Linked DNA regions of Sus scrofa: region 1 is linked to region 2. Evidence: chromatin contacts called from public Hi-C data. All regions are on one chromosome and are shown on one strand. The core of a region is the stretch at or near the end of the contact, and the rest is flanking DNA. Distances in the headings are between cores, read along the strand shown.

Evidence for each region. Hi-C and Micro-C count contacts between places; a contact is called where the count stands out from the background.
Region 1: a contact with region 2 is called in a Hi-C map of liver, with 8 times the contacts expected there. The contact joins two enhancer-like sites. A contact is called at or near these places in 1 of 5 promoter capture datasets (liver) and 5 of 47 Hi-C or Micro-C datasets (liver and skeletal muscle).

What each region holds. Positions count from the first base shown.
Region 1 is chr6:33,526,699-33,529,428 of Sscrofa11.1, reverse strand. No RefSeq gene overlaps it. Among named protein-coding and RNA genes, the nearest start is that of SALL1, 200 kb to the left of the region's middle. Within about 2 kb of position 1,273, at least 2 of the 83 cell types and tissues checked have an H3K27ac peak or open chromatin away from gene starts, as enhancers often do. A contact at or near this core is called in liver, where this site is marked.
Region 2 is chr6:33,427,715-33,430,414 of Sscrofa11.1, reverse strand. LOC110260961 (a long non-coding RNA gene) reads left to right here. Exons shown (of 3, transcript XR_002344610.1): 2 at 1,636-1,787. Among named protein-coding and RNA genes, the nearest start is that of SALL1, 300 kb to the left of the region's middle. Within about 2 kb of position 1,419, at least 16 of the 83 cell types and tissues checked have an H3K27ac peak or open chromatin away from gene starts, as enhancers often do. A contact at or near this core is called in liver, where this site is marked.

The DNA.
Region 1 (2,730 bases), core at 24-2,523, 99 kb before region 2:
CCCAGCTGATTCCCATATGCCATGGAGGACTTCTTCAGGCCAATCCTTCAAAGAATTGATGATATCCCACATCCCACTACAGCTCGGATTCGACCCCTAGCCTGGGAACCCCCGTATGCTGTAGGTGTGGCCCTAAAAAGACAAAAGACAAAAACAAAAACAAAAACAAAAACAGTACAAATCTATCTCTATTTTCTAGGGAAACAACTCCAAGAGCGGGCCCTGGGAGAGGCAAATGAACAGTAACATGTTTGTTCAATAATTTTTTTAAACCGTGCTGATTGCATGTGGCAGAGTGAGAAATGCATATGGAAAAATTATTGATAGGTGGTGATGTCTCAATTACCTAGTTGTTTTTATTATTTATGATTATTGTTTATTTTATTCATGAGTCCTTTGGGAACAGAACTTCTTTTAATAGCGCTGGGTCTCTAAGGGTTGCACGCAATCCCAGCTGCTTTTGCACTGGGTGGAAGCTATGAATTCTCCCTCTTACTTTCTTTTCTAATAGGAACAGTTTTGACTGGGCACCACGCTGATCAGCTCAAAACTCCATTTTCCAGCTTCCCTTGAAGATAGCTTTGGCCACACCCATAGGTTCTGGTCAATGGAAGAAAATGAGTAGAAATGAGGTATGTCGCTTCTAGGTGGAGACCCGAAAAGGAAAGTATTCTTTTTCTCTGGCTGAAACGCAGGCGTGGTGGCAGAAACACGTATGGCAGCTGGCAGCTCTCGTGGTCACTGAGAAGGCAGCTGCATGTTGGGGTTGGCAGGACAATAGGAAAGAGAGAACGTTTGTGTCCCTGGTATCACTGAGGTGCCATATTGGTTCTGGATCATCCAGAGAAATACACTTCTCTCTTGTTTCAGTTCACTGCATTTGAGGAGCTTTTATTGGCCGAAGCTGAGTCTGTCCTGGTTACTAGAGCTCAGGAGCATCCAAGACATCATCGCAGATGCAGGTCTCTGTCGGGGTCTCTGTACACACTCCCCCATCCCACTCAAACCCTTCCAACACTTTGAAAGTCATATTGGGTCGCCACCCACTTCCCGATGGTACTGATGCCATTAGAGCTGCAGGTTGAAAATCTCTCCTGACAAAGAGAATTGGGAGGCAGCCTCTCCACTGTCATCAATCAGATCATTTTCCCTGCTCTGGTTAAAACTCACTCGTGATTTCTCATTGCACTTGGGCCAAAGTCCAAATTCCTTACTTGGCCTTCAAGCTCCCACATGATTTTGGCCCTGGCTCCCCTGCGGCCATCTACCTCCACCTCCTCCCCCTCCCTCCTACCCCGTCCTCTGTGCTCCAATGTGGTAGCCTTTTTCACTTCACAAGTGAGACCTGGCCATTTATTCTACGTGGTCCTCCCTCCCTTCAAACTTCAGTTAGTTCTTTCTTCTCACCAATGGCTGAGTTCAAATGCCAGCTTCTGATATAGCAAACTTATCTGAAGACTTATCTAAAATCTAACTAAAATTTTTATTCACTTTTCTTCTCACGATTTGTCTCTTTTTGTTTGTTTGTTTGTCTTTTGAGAACCACGCCTGTAGCATATGGAGGTTCCCAGGCTAGGGGTCAAATCAGAGCTACAGCTGCCGGCCTACATCACAGCCACAGCAACGTGAGATCCGAGCCTCGTCTGTGACCTACATCACAGCTCATGGCAACACCAGATCCTTAACCTGCTGAGCAAGGCCAGGGATCGAACCTGCATCCTCTTAGATACTAGTCAGATTCCTTTCCGCTGAGCCACGATGGGAGCGCCCTCATTTTTTTTTAACATGGAGTTATCACCATTTGAAACACCTTATTGAGCCATTTGCTTATTATGTCTCTGTTTCCTATGAGAATGTCAACACTCAGTACCCCAGTGCCAATGAAAAGGCCTGGTACACCGTAAGCACTCAATGAACACTCATTGACTGATTACAGAACAAACCCTATGAGGTCTGGGCTGTTGTTTTCAAGTTGGACAGATGATGAAACGCAGGGGCAGGTGCATGAAGCCCTGGAGAACAGACAGAGTGTTCCCTGAGAGCTGGAGGTCTTGTACCCACTGTGCTGCCTGCTTTCTAGACACTCAGACTTGGCCTTCTAGGAACTAATCTTCCAGATTCCTCAAGTAGTATGTCAGTAGCTGACCTATATTCCAGTCTCCATGAATGTTTATTAATTCACACCGTAAATCTACCAAAGGGGCACCGTGATACAATGACATATGCAGACATAGAGGCAGACAGCTGGGATCTACAATTTTGGTTGTTTATTTTTTTGGTCCTTTTTGCATCTGAACGTGGAAAAAAATATGTTTTTAAACTCTGCTGTTGAGTTAGACTTGATTACGGCTGATGAATGACAAAGCAGTTCTGATCTTATCTGGAAAGATTTTCCATGAAATGCAAAGGGAGAAAGAAGCCAGAATAAAGATGTGAAATAAATATATTGACAGAATTCAAAGAAAAGATAATGGATTTGGTCATGTTCCTGGCATCATTGCTGTGTGTGTGGTGGGGGGAGGGTTCCCAGAGCTGTGTTTGGTTATAGATTAATAATCCAGGGTACAAATGGTTCGGGACAAATTAGAGAAAACGTAAACTACAATATTCAACAAACTGAAGGTCAAAGGTTTCTGGAATTTGCTAAGTGTTCTTGGTCATACATTTTTGAATATGGAGCTTTTGAACTTTGCCACAGAAATAGCAAGTGGATTTTTGCTTAAATCACAT
Region 2 (2,700 bases), core at 170-2,669:
GTGATGGATCTGTGCTTGGCTGCCGGGGTCTCCAAGAGTTTCACGGACCTGAGCCAGGCCACTGGGTTTGAGTTCCATGTGGAAGTTATGTGAGCTCAGGGAAGTTGCTGAACCTCTCAAGGGCATGGTTGCCAGATCCGTCAAACAGATAAGGTTGTGATGAGGCCCAAAGAAAGTACCCCCTTTTTATTCTTTTTTTTTTTTTTTTTTTTGCTTTTTACACCCACAGCATATGGAGGTTCCCAGGCTAGGGGTCGAATTGGAGCTATTGCTGCCAACCTACACCACAACCACAGCAACACAGGATCCCACAGCAATGCAGGATCTGAGCCTTGTCTGCGCCCTACACCACAGCTCATGGCAACACCAGATTCCCAACCCACTGAGCAAGGCCAGGGATTGAATCTCCATCCTCATGGATACCAGTCAGATTAGTTTCCACTGAGCCATGACGGCAACTCCCTAAATTAACCCTTTTAAAATGCTCAGAGCGGTGCCTGGCACAAGTCAGTACTTATATAGGAGTCATAAATATAAGTCATCCATAGTGAAGGAATGTGTTTCTTGATAACTCTTGATCAAATCTTTTCAGTGTCCATAACCACCATCATTTTAAAAAGTTTAGAAATCAGCTAGTATCCATAAGGACATGGGTTTGATCCCTGGTCTTGCTCAGTGGGTTAAGGTTCCACATTAGCAGTGTAGGTCACAGAGGCAGCTCGGATCTGGCATTGCTGTGGCTGTGGTGTAGGCCAGCAGCTACAGCTCTCCTTTGACCCCTAGCCTGGGAACTTCCATGTGCCGTGGGTATGTCCCTAAAAAGCAAAAAATAAAAATAAAAAAGATTTTATTCAAGTATAATTGATTTACAATGTTGTGTTTATTTCTATCATACAGCAAAGTGATACATATATATATATACATATACATATTCTCTTCATATTCTTTTCCATTGCAGTTTATCACAGGGGATTGAATAGAATTCCCTGTGCTGGACTTGTTGCTGATCCATCCTGTATATACTATTTGCATCTGCTGGTGAAGAATCTTCTAGTTGCTGGGCCAGGCACACAACTGTCCCACATCAGAGCCTTACCTTTGTGCCTGTCCCGTGTCTTTAAGGATTGACCCTGAATGGCACCCCTGGCTTCTCTAAAACTTCCAGACCTCTGAGCTGCCTTTGTACCATCCTGGTGCCTCTGGTGCTCCCTTCCCTTCGGGGGAAGTCTTTTCTGACTCCAATCTGGCAGCATGTGGATGTTTCGAGGCAGGGATCCTCACAGCCAGGCTTTATGACTCAGCAAGAGGGCTACTAAAGCCGTCCCTGTCCAAAGTTCATCTTGCATTTCTGAGTCAGCCAGGAGGCGTTTCATTGAAAGTGCAATCAGGATGTCCTCGCTCCCGGGCCTTTTCCCAGATGCCCAGCCTGGGAAGCACTGCCAAGTCTGCCCCAGCTGCTGGGTTGAAGGCCTGACTCCAGGAATGGTGTCATCCTTTTGGTGGTTAGCAACACACAGCAAGAGCCACCACATGCGTCGTGCACCCTGCTGCCTGCTGAGGCCCTGGAGCGGGGATTTGGGGAGGGCTCAGAAGAGGGTACAAAATTCACTCTTTCCTCTTCTTTTTCTTTTGCAGAAAGACTCTTTGTTTTTGCCATTCTGTGCACGAGCTAAGCAGAATACAGTAAAGAGAAATGGGGCAGGCCCAGGTATCCAGGAGATGGGAGAGAATTTGCATTCCGACTGTGGAACTCATCAAAAGGCTATTCTTCCTGCCTCCACTGGAAGGTACAATTCAGGTTGGGGGCTATTGAAAACAAGACTCTACCTCTTTCTTCAAATTCTAACTGGCGGGGGTGGGGGCTCTGAAGGTGACCTTGTGCCCCCAGATGTCCCCGGTGGACTTGACAGTTGAAAGCTGTTGATGCTCCTTCCAAATCTGAGGCTGCTGGTGTTTTCAAAAAGGAAGAAATGCCCTAAGATGGTTCACCCAAAATAAGCTGGCTACAGCGGATGGTGACTTTTGGCAAAATCACGCATTTAACATACCCAACACACACACACACACGGAGAATTGTGTGTGTAGCTCCAGTTGAGGAAAATGTCCAAAGTTTGGATTTGAGGAACAGGATGGAAATAAGGTGCCACCAGAGGCCACCCGTGCCCTCCAACCCGACCCCAACCCCCATCGGGATGGTTTGGTCCAAGATACTTCACAGAGAGAACGACCCCCGCCAACCACACACAACCCCCCCACTTCCATGAAAGACGTCTCATCCATCATTTGCCCACCTCCCCAAGAAGCATTATGCATCGTTTAATTCCAACTCTTTTTCGTGTTTCCTTTTAAAAACCATAGACTTCCAAGAGAGACTTCCCCCGAAAGCAAAGCATTCTCCATGGGTTTGGAATAAACCTGCAAAATCCTCTCAACTCCCCTTTACCACACACACACACTGAAACCCAGCTCCAGCGCTGTGTCTGCATCATCCCACTTCTGCCTCTTCCACACAGACTTATTTCATAAAAACGTCAGCTATTAAGTTAACATTATTTAAGGGGCTGTGGGTGTTTAGTTCCTGAATGCAACCTAAGCTGGATGGGGAGAGGGGAGAGGCCTGACGTGAAGGCCTGGCTGTATAAAACATGATCCACAGAGAAGCTACATAAATAACCCGACCGTGGGCTCCCAGCGCCTCTC